Regions from separate parts of the Mus musculus genome. Here region 1 is linked to region 2. A link is a contact called in public HiChIP or PLAC-seq data. All regions are on one chromosome and are shown on one strand. Each heading gives the region's core, a stretch centred on a gene start, on an enhancer-like site or on the middle of the called end of the contact. The rest is flanking DNA. Distances are from core to core; before and after follow the strand shown.

Region 1 (5,570 bases), core at 915-3,414, 90 kb before region 2:
TTCAGGACTTACAGGTTAAATGCTTACTGTTTGTCAGGCTCTGGGCTAGAGCTATCTACAGCATATGTGGATGCAGGTGAATTCTGGGCCAGGGAAACTCTGTTTAACCCCAGATTCACAGAAGAACAAATGAAGACCAGAGAAGAAAAGGATCACATAGCCATTGGGAGTGACGCTGAGATTTGAACCCAAGTCACTGCCTCCAAAGGCTGCCTTCCGTCCTCACTCTGGCTTTATCATCTCTCAGCAAACATGTCACCAAGCACTTCCATTTGGTTCTCACGCACACAGCATTCTCTAGATCTATCCTCCTACCACCCTCAGAGAGAATGGAAATCTGTCTTCATGTGTCTACTCATTTATCCCCAGGAGCTGTCTCTAATCACCAACCCTGGAGACTTTTCAGAGCTACTCTGCTGCCTAAAGATCAATTAGCTGATCTCCCATGGTCTTCCCAGGCTAATTTTCCTCAGACTCCCAGTGGGAGCTGTTCTGATGAGCCATTCATAACCAAGCATGAATAGCCCCATCATGGACCAGGCACTGCAGGGTTGGTTCATAGATCTAGAGCCACAGATTCACTATGGAGCTAAGACTGGCCTTGAACTTCTGATCCTCCTGCCTCCGACACCTAAGTGCAGGGATCAAAGTTATGTGCCACCATGCTGGTCTTGAAGCCCAGTCTCTTGTTTTGTTTTCTTTCCTTTTCTTTCTTTCTATCTTTCTATCTTTCTTTCTTTCTTTCTTTCTTTCTTTCTTTCTTCCTTTCTTTCTTTCTTTCTTTCTTTCTTCCTTTCTTTCTTTCTTTTTAAATCAGACAGGCAAGATGAGAGCCCCTGCCCCATTTAACAGTTTCTGTATACCCTCTCATGCTTTGCTATGTCCAAAGATCCTCCGAGTGTGCCTTCACTCTCTGGGAAAAGTAGACAAGACTCCAGTGATTGTCCCCCTGGAACAGGTGTGGCAGCTGAGATCCAGAGACGGAAATGACTTGCTTAAAGCCACACAGCAAATCCTTGAGGAGTTGGTCTGGAAATCAGGCCCCAGCTCCAGCCTCCCACCCTCAGGAGGACCCTTCTCTAGGTCTGAGGGAAGAAACATAGAGCTTTCCTGAGGGAAGACGGGCCACTGCATCCTTCTTTGTACCCTGAGCCATCTGGGATCTGCAAGGGCTGCCTGGCAGAGGCAACACCACCCCCAGCTTCCCTCTGTGCTGACACAGTGGACCAAAGAACACCTGACATCCTCCCCCTAGCCAGGAAAACATACAAGCTAAAAATATCCCTGCCAAGTTAAAATTAGTCTTCCTCCTTCTGCCCCATAAAGAACTCTCAAGTCACCTGGGAAGACTAGGGGGTGCTCAGGTATCACCTATGGGGCAAAGGATGCTCTTCACCCTGACCTCATCTCTTCCCTTCCCCCTGCAGGGGAAGTGAAGCACATTATGCTGATTTAATACTAAACAGGGAGAGCTGCCGCTACCACAAGCCTGGCCACTAATGAGTTTGGAGTGGTGTTGGCAGAGAGGCCTGCAGTCAGGTTGCTGAGGATCAAGGGCATTATCAGACACAGTGATAAGAGGAAGGCGGCCTAAACAGGGTTGAGGACCAGTTCCAGCCAGCGGACTTTGAGTTCCTTCCTCCTTCCCATCCTTTGCCTTTCATCCATGGATTGTATTCAACTGCCTACCTGCTGTGGGGTCAGGTGATGGAGAGGGAGGAGAAAGAACCCCTTAATTGGTTGCTATAGAGATACCAGCCAGAGCCAGAGCCAGTAATGTGAAAGTCATGGTTTCAGGCTCCTCTCTAAGAGGTACAGGGCATGTGATCATTCCCAGTAGGAAGAAACTGAAGGTAGGGCAGGGACACTGAGCTGGTTCAAGCCTGGGATTCAACCATTGTAAGACCTAAGCTTTCCCTAGCTGCCCAACAGACCACATTTGCCTTTCTGGATGTGTGACTACCAGGATTCTTTCAGAGATACAGCCCCAACCCAGGCCCCACCTTCCCTTGGCAGAAAACTTTGCAACTTCTCTGAGGATCAGGGCTCTCATACCAGATGCCTTCTGCATGTTGGCACCCAGCAGGCGGGAGATTCCCCCAACCCCATGCTAACACAGAAATTTCTCCTAGAATGACAGAGGGAGCAGGGGATGGCAGTTTCCATAGCAACGCTGGGTTTTACATTCCCCACACATAAAATGTCAAGCCCGGTTGGAGAGGTGTAGCACCTCTCATTGGACAGGGTTCCCTCCACCCACACCTTGCTCTAGCCCAGACAAGGACACTGCAGAAGGGGCTTAAGACCCTCAGACCAAACAGGCAGCTACATAGGACTCTGGGTCAGAAGGTCCACCACAGAGGACTCTCCCAAGCAGTCTGCCAGTGTCCCTGACTGCATATGGCTTCATGCAGGAGAGGAGAAGAAGAGAGATGGAAGTGCGTGGAAGGAGGAAGTAGACAGGACTATCACAGTGCCCTCCCCAAACCCCAGGAGTGCATTTCTAGAAATTGACCCTACTTGCACCTCACTGTGCTTTTACAACAGTCACCCTCCCTGAAGTAGCATCACCCCCTCTGCTCTGTCCCCTTCAGGCTTTATTTCCTTTTATTTATTTATTTATTTTTAATGAGACAGTGTCTCCTGTATCCCAGACTGGCCTTGAACTCTCTATGATGCCTTTGAACTGTAGATAATTTTGCCTCTACTTCCAGAGTGCTGGGGCAGCCACCACACCCTATTTATTTAGTGCTGGGAGTCAAATCCAGATCCCCTGAACCTTCTAGGCAAGCACTCTACCTACAAAGCTACAAACTCAGCCCTCTATTGTACTGCTGACCTGGGGTCATTGCAGGCTAGGACATCAGCTGTGCACAGGATGTCAAGGCTGAGACTGAAGTTTACTTAGGCAGCCAGTTGTTCCACAATTTCTCAAATGAATGTACATCCAGGAAGACATGTCTTTTTTAAATGATTAACTGGGAGAGGGGAGACTTTTAAAATAAGGCACATGCTGAAGAGGTGGTTCAGTGGCTAAGAGCACTTTCTGCTCTTTTGGAGGACTCACATTTGGTGCCAGCACCTATATCAGGTGGCACAAGAGCCTGTGACTCCAGCTCCAGAACGTCTGATGCCTATGCCCTGTCCACCCTCTGTGTCAGTTGCTGAAGGTTTCCTTCCTGAGGAAAGTCCCACCCCAGTGCTAATGAGCTGTATCCATGTAAGGAACAGCACAGAGCCAGATAGAGTATGTGGAATTGTTCCGAGCAAGGGAGGGCTTGTTTTACTCTTCTCAACAGTTGCTCCGAATATTTTAAGAACTTGTGGAGAATGTTTAAAGTCAAAATAGTATAAGAACTGACAAACAACCAGCACACATTAGCCCTTGGGCAAGTAAAACAAACATTCCCTGCCTCTTCGCTTGTGTGGGTGGTGACAGGCAGGCCCAAGTCAGGTGGAATGATGGCACTTACCTCTAGGGACAGGAACAGAGCCACAGAGATGCGGGCCATTCCACCCCATGTCACTAATGAGCCTAAGCCCAGGATTACAAGGCCCTCTATGCCCTCCACACCCCAGGATGATTCAAAGCTGTAAGAGGACCATTTAGCTGTTAGCTATACCACAGGGCAAGAGCGCTACTGCAGCTTAGCATAAGAAGGGATGGCTGATCCCTTATGTCTGCAGAAAAGACTCATATGCCCCAGCTTTTGGACCACAGTGCTCTCCTTGAGACTTTAACCAGTGAAGTAGAGATCTCCAGAAAACTACAGATTCCTATCTGTTTGCCCTTCTGGGCCAGTAGGCTTTCTAGATGCCAGGAGCTGGCCAGGGGAATGGTCTCCACATGCCTTCTTGGTGGCTTGCTCCCTTCGCAGGTGATGCCAAGCTCCTGGAGAAATTGTGTAATTCTGGGTGGTGAGAGTTTATTTCCTCTAAAAATATACCCTGAAACTGGGGCATGATGAAGGATGGCTGACAAATGGGAAAGAGGAGCTAACAAAGACGCTGGGACTGTCTCATCTGAGCTGAGTCACCTGCACTCAGCTCCAGTTCAGTTCAGCACGGACCTCTCTACTGGTTCCTGTCACCAACCAAAGTTCAAAAGGTCTCTGGGGCTTTAGGGACTTGTGAGTCACCACTGCAAGGTGCCCCTGCTGTCCTTCAACCTCTCATGTGAGGAAGGAAGAATTAGATAACAACAGTGGAATTGGCTTTGCTATAGGTCGATAGTCATCAGTGGAAGAGTGAATGACATGGCATCCACATCTGGTCAGCAGTGGAAGGGTCATGGCATCCACATCTGGTCAGCAGTGGAAGTATGTTTATGATCATCTTGACTGATCAGCTGTAAGGACATCTGAGATATCTGGAGAACAAAGGATCCAGCTCTTTCCACCCTGCCATTCTGTCTTTTGACTCCTCAAGGTCTTTGTCTCATGTCACAAAATGACTGCCACAGATCTGGATATCAAGTCCCTCACACTCCTCCCCCACAATGGCTGTATTCTTCATGAGTATCCTTCTCTTCCATGAAGAAGGAAATGTTTTGTTTCTATCTCAATTACTGGAGTCAGCTCACATACTCACTATTATAGCAACCAGTGAAACAGGTCAATTAAGCCACCAGCAATGATATTACATAAATAAGCCAGGATCCCCTAAGATAGGCTGAACACTAAGCCTACTCCAGTAGTTCCCCTGTAGTACAGGGACAATCCATCCTACACATGGTCATACAATCGCCAAACTAACTGTGCTAGCATGAGGCAGGAGAGGGAAAGTCTATAAAAAAGACTTCTCTGATCATTAGAGAAGTAACTCTCATGAAGAAGAGTGACTGGGTGATGAAGAGAGACACTTATGCTCCCACAAGCCATCTTAGGTACACTGATTTCAAGGAATCAGAGAGGAAATCCCAGCAGGGCTCCTGTGTTAAAGAGAGAACAGGCAGGAAGGAGAGGGAGGGAAGGGAGACATGGCTCGACTCATTGGGGGGCTGGCTGGTGCTAGGGAGCCTGGGGCAGGAAGTAAGGAACTAGGAATGGAGGAAGCTTCTGGAGGGGGAAGTAGAAAGGTGCCCATGGGGCCACTTTAGAAAATCTCTAGGGGAGATTAGAGGAATCCTAGAGATTGGAAGAACAGCAGCCAGGGATATTGCACTGCTTCCTCCCAAGGAAGCCCGGGCCACCTAACATGGAACATCAGCCACCCAGTGAGACACGGCCATGTCTGTCACCAATGGTCTGGACAGATGGCTCCTCTCCAGAGAGGTCTTGCCATTCCTGTATTCCTGTTTATGAATGAGTCTATGCTTTGAAAGAAAATAGACTGTGAGGTATGTTAACTGAAGCAAAACTGTTCTCTCTCTCTCTCTCTCTCTCTCTCTCTCTTTCTGTGTGTGTGGGGGGGGTGTGTGTGTGCTGGTGTGTGTGTGTGTGAGTGTGGGTGTGCTGGTGTGTGTGTGTGCTGGTGTGTGTGTGTGCTGGTGTGTGTGTGTGTGCTGGTGTGTGTGTGTGTGCTGGTGTGTGTGTGTGCTGGTGTGTGTGTGTGTGCTGGTGTGTGTGTGT
Region 2 (4,924 bases), core at 398-2,897:
AGCATGCCAGTGATAAGAATGTAGGACAATTAATCCCAGCACTCGGGAGGCAGAGGCAGGCGGATTTCTGAATTCAATGCCGGCCTGGTCTACAGAGTGAGTTCCAGGACAGCCAGGGCTATACAGAGAAACCCTGTCTCGGAAAAAAACAAAACAACGAAACAAAACTAAAGGGCTTAAGCCTTAATTATGATTCAGGCTTAAATCAAGGAATGACTTGTACCAGAGGACACCTACGAGATGATTTCCATTGGTTTCCCTGTTGCAATCCTTCATTAGACTGAGTCTGGTGGAACACTCTTCAAGGTTTTGACCCGACTGGCTACACATCAATCAATTTCAGCTCCAACAACACTTCCTCTAAAGTATTCTTCCTCAACTCTCTACCCTCTCAGCAATAGCCACATTGTCCCCACGTTCTTTTCTTTTCGAGACAGGGTCTCATGTACACCAGGCTTCTACTTCTGCCTCCCAGTTATGGATGGCATTTACTATTTTTTTAGTCTCCCTGATGGATAGGAACTCACTGTTGTTCTGCAAGACTCAACTCTGCCTTCCCTTTAAGACATCAACCCCATTGAGGTAATTTTACACAGGATAAAGACTAAGTTAAGTCAAATGTCTTGGTCAGGGTCACACATCTGGTGCTCCAAGCTACCTGTCTCAGACGCCTTCTGCACCACACAGCGGCCATGCCACCCTGACTAGCCATTCAATAAACTCCTACCTTCAGAATCCGAATGCTCGACGGGCTGGCATCTGACTTGAGCATGACCTGGATGTCTTGGAGCAGCTCATCTCCAGCTGGCCGGGGCCGGGTCACCTCATCTGCCACCTCCTTGGCAGCTTCCTCAAGCTGAAGAAGAGGAAAGGCATAAGCTGCTGGTGATGATGGGGCAGGGCCCGGGTTTAGGAGGCTCTGAAATGGGTGCTACTCACCAGCTGTAAGTGCTCGGCCGGCTGTTTATGCAAGTGGTCAGCCAGTTCCTCGTCAAAACTGGCCAGGTCCTCCATCTCCACCTCGATCCAGTATTCACCCAGGTTGTAATGCCGCTTGAGTTCATCTCTTTAGTGGTCAACAAAGGGGCAGAGGGACAGGAAGGGTGCATTGAGGGACCGTCAGCAGCAGTGCCTGTGCACCCCGGTCCTCACAGGCACCAATGCCCCCACCTCTCTCAAAAGACACCTAATTGTAGACCACTCTATCCTAAATTTAGGCCTGAAGAGGGACTGTCAAGAAAAGGCGTCCCCCGTAAGAATGGTTCACGGACACTGTCGCACCTGTACTTGAAGGTGAAGCCCGTGCGATCGGTGCCCACTCGGTACTGTCTCAGGAACTCCTTGAATCGCCTCTGCAGTTGCGACTTGCGGGCCTGGCCCTCTTCCGCACCGGGGTCGCCACCGAAGCTGTCGCTGTAGAAAATGCCCGGGTCGTCGAAGCCCGACATGACTGTACCTGGGTCAAGGGAGACAGAGAGCTGAGCACCCCGGGGCGGCGGGAGCTTCCCTAGACGGGGTCCCGCAATTCCCTCACCTCACAGCGGCGCGCCACACGAACCTCAGCCCTCCTAGAGGAAGCCGACTTTCGCGGGAAAAACCAGCCTCCGCGTTTGTCCACCGCGGTCTCTGCGCTCCTATTGGTTCGTTCAGCGCCGCGGATAGCTATTGGACTGCTCTGCGCCGGTTGAGTCCCGCCTCCAAGGCCTGGTTCCCAAGATGATTGGCTGTGGCGTCTTGGTGACGTCACGAGTCAACTCTTTCCGGTCTCCATTTTGTGAGGCTGGACGTTTTGGCGCGAAAGTTCTTGGCGCTAGCAGCTAACCGAGCAAAGATGGCGGAGAGGCTCGGGAGCTTTGTGAGCGTTTAAACCTTAGGCCTTCGGAGAAAACCTAGCCCAGTGGCGCAGGTCTGTCAGCCCCGCTCCTCGTAAAGTCTAAGCAGGAGGATCGCAAGTTCAAGGCCAGCCTGGGTGACTTAGGGAGCCCCTTTCCCAAGTAAAAAGGTGGGACTTGAGAGATGGATCGGTGGTCAATAGCGTTTGCTGTACTTTTAGAAGACCCAGTCTCTGTTCTCAGTACCCTAGTCAGGGGCTCAGAACTGCCTGTGACTCCTGCTCCAGAGAACCCAATGTCCTCTCCTGGCCTCTATGGGCCACGTACATGTTAGATGTAGAGAGAGAAAGATATATGTATCTGTACATAAGTACACTTTTTTTTTAAGTAAAAGGAAACGGACTGGAGCAATGACTGAGCAATTGGATACAGACACATAAATAAAAAGTAGACTTATCAGCCCTCCCCCATATCTGCTAGCACTAGGGAGGCTGAAGAAACCCTGCCTTTAAAATAAGTATATGAGAAAACCACCCCTTTCAGAGCTGCTGTGAGAAAGCAGTATGCCTGAGGTGTACTCTTGCTCCAGCCCGGCAGGAGGTGCCAGAGTGCTGTCTCCGCAGCTTTGGGACCAGGTGGCTCACCTTCCCCTACTCAGATAGTACCAAAGCCCAGGAAGCCAGGGATGTTTTCTTTCATTCAGATTCAGACGAATAATTATGATGACTGTAGAACTTTTTTAATTCCTTGGCAATGCTTAAACCATGCAAAATTCATGGCCAAATTCCAAATGGAAATCTTGGGGGGGGGGGGAGGCAGATTTAGCATAGCAACCTTAGTGTAGATTTTCCTTTGAGTTCCTCCCATCCACACGAACAAGTGGAAACCTATTGCTGCAGCAACCATTCAAACATATATTTACAGAGAATAAAGTTTGAGCATTTTTGCAATTAAAAAAAAATACCAGGTGAATCTAAGACTTGGTTTTCTCAGCATTTCATGGTAATCCCTGTGTGCCAAGACAGGTTTAACACATTTTATTTTAGATTGCTTTATTTGCTTCTTGACCAAAATCGAGGCTGTTCTTAACAGTTGTCACCAATAGCAGGGATGTAATTCCGCATTGTTGGCTGGGGCTTCCCCTCAGGTACAGATGGAATGCTGGACTTAGGCACTGAACAGAATTTTAGCAAAAGTCAGAGTGAAGCAGAGTCAGCAAATTCACTGGTCAAAAGACAGAGTCCTATGCCTGGGCATGGTGGTGCACGCCTTTAATCCCAGCACTTGGGAGGCAGAGGCAGGCGAATTTCTGAGTTCGAGGCCAGCCTGGTCTACAAAGTGAGTTCCAGGACATCCAGGGCTACACAGAGAAACCCTGTCTCGAAAAACCAAAAAAAAAAAAAAAAAAAAAAAAAAGACAGAGTCCTGGCGACATGGCTCGGCAATTAAATGCCGAGCTGCTGGGACTGCTCTTGTAGACAATCAGTTCTCTATGGTGGCTCACAACCATCCAGGGAGCCTGATGCCCTCTTTTGACTTCCACAGGCACCAGGTATGCATGCAGTAAATAGGCAAAACACATACATATATCTTTAAATATAAATCAACTGCCAGATGTGGCGCATGCCTTTCATCCCAGCACTCAGGAGGCAGAGGCTTTACAGAGCTCTACAGAGGAGAGGCTGAGATTGAGCAATTCCAGGAAAGCAGGAATACAAAGAAACCCTGTCTGGGGAGAAAGAAAGGAAGGAAGGAAGGAAGGAAGGAAGGAAGGAAGGAAGGAAGAAAGAAAGAAAGAAAGAAAGAAAGAAAGAAAGAAAGAAAGAAAGAAAGAAAGAAAAGAAAGGAAAGAAAGAAATAAAGGACTTAAAAATAATAACTTTTTTTTAATTTTTTTGCATTTATTTATTTATTTATTTATTTATTAGGTATTTTCCTCGTTTACATTTTCAATGCTATCCCAAAAGCCCCCCATACCCACCCCCCCAAAATAAGAACTCTTAAAAAAAAGAAAGAAATGGATAGATAGACTTAAGGAGAGAGGAATGAAGGCATAAGTCTTTCAGATCCATTAAACAGGCAACTTGGGGACTTTGTAGTTGAATGACCCTAAACTAACCTGGTAGGAGGGGAGAGGAATGTGTTGTTTCCTTAACAAAAGGTTTTCTTAACATTGCAAAAGGGGATTTATTAGACTGGTGAAGGGATTTTATAAATGAGATTATAAGGTGATTTATGAGGAAGACAAAAATTTGGTTCAAGGAGGTAGGTGAGGTAACTCAGAGAGTACAGATACCTGGCTGCCACACACACAAAGAGAAAAGGGATAGAAAGTACAGATTCAGAAACTTTTGTTGTTGTTGTTGTTGTTGTTTTTAAGTAGGGTCTTCACAGTGGCTTTGGCTGGTCTGGAACTTTCTATGCAGATCAGGATAGCCTTGAACCCGTAGAGAACCATCTGTCTCTGCCTCTAGGATTAAAGGCATTTGACATCAAGCCTGGCTGGAAAGATTTTTTTTTTTAAATAGAAACCCAGAGGCCCACCTGCCATATGGCATAGCATGGGCACCACTACAATGAGCAAGTGTGTGGTAGAAAGATGGGAGAGAAAGAGAAGCAGGATGAGTTAAGCACTGTGAAGAGAGACGGAACCGGACGTGCAAAAGCGAGGAGGAACAGCCAGATGTGAGGAGCCTGCACTGCCTTCTGAGGCCAGGGTGAAGTCCCAGTCTATCCTGCTGCTAAGGGCCATGCCTGGGTCCATGACCATACGGCAAATAGGGGTCTGTGTTAGTGTCCATGGTCCATGTTAACACCAAAGGCCATGCAGGTATCCCTGATCTGGACTGCCTCTTGGGACCATGTTATTGTCAGGGGCAGACCTTGCCCTGCCACTTGCCTGAGAAGCACGGGTAGAGTTGGCTCCAAGGGCATGAGAGCCGGCCCAACTCCTTGCCAGCTGTTGAAGTGGAAACTTCTAGGTCTTTGGATAGTTGGTTATATCAAACGATGTTTTGCTGGGACACAAAGGTGAAAGAATGTCTTGCCAAAGCAAACACGTGAAAGACTGTTTTCCTGACGCAGACACAGGT

Evidence for each region. HiChIP or PLAC-seq counts read pairs in DNA pulled down with a chosen protein or histone mark.
Region 1: a contact with region 2 is called in an H3K4me3 HiChIP or PLAC-seq map of forebrain, with 2.9 times the contacts expected there. The contact joins the enhancer-like site here to the promoter of Mcm5 in region 2. A contact is called at or near these places in 2 of 484 Hi-C or Micro-C datasets (lens fibers and nephron progenitors), 7 of 115 datasets of contacts at active chromatin or transcription factors (bone marrow-derived dendritic cells, embryonic stem cells and forebrain) and 3 of 9 other capture datasets (adipose tissue, liver and pancreatic islet).

What each region holds. Positions count from the first base shown.
Region 1 is chr8:75,195,770-75,201,339 of GRCm38.p6, reverse strand. No RefSeq gene overlaps it. Among named protein-coding and RNA genes, the nearest start is that of Rasd2, 15 kb to the left of the region's middle. Within about 2 kb of position 2,164, at least 24 of the 459 cell types and tissues checked have an H3K27ac peak or open chromatin away from gene starts, as enhancers often do. A contact at or near this core is called in forebrain and pancreatic islet, where this site is marked.
Region 2 is chr8:75,106,232-75,111,155 of GRCm38.p6, reverse strand. It overlaps Mcm5 (minichromosome maintenance complex component 5), which reads right to left and starts at 1,647. Exons shown (of 17, transcript NM_008566.3): 1 at 1,535-1,647; 2 at 1,282-1,456; 3 at 940-1,066; 4 at 728-856. The coding sequence starts at 1,448.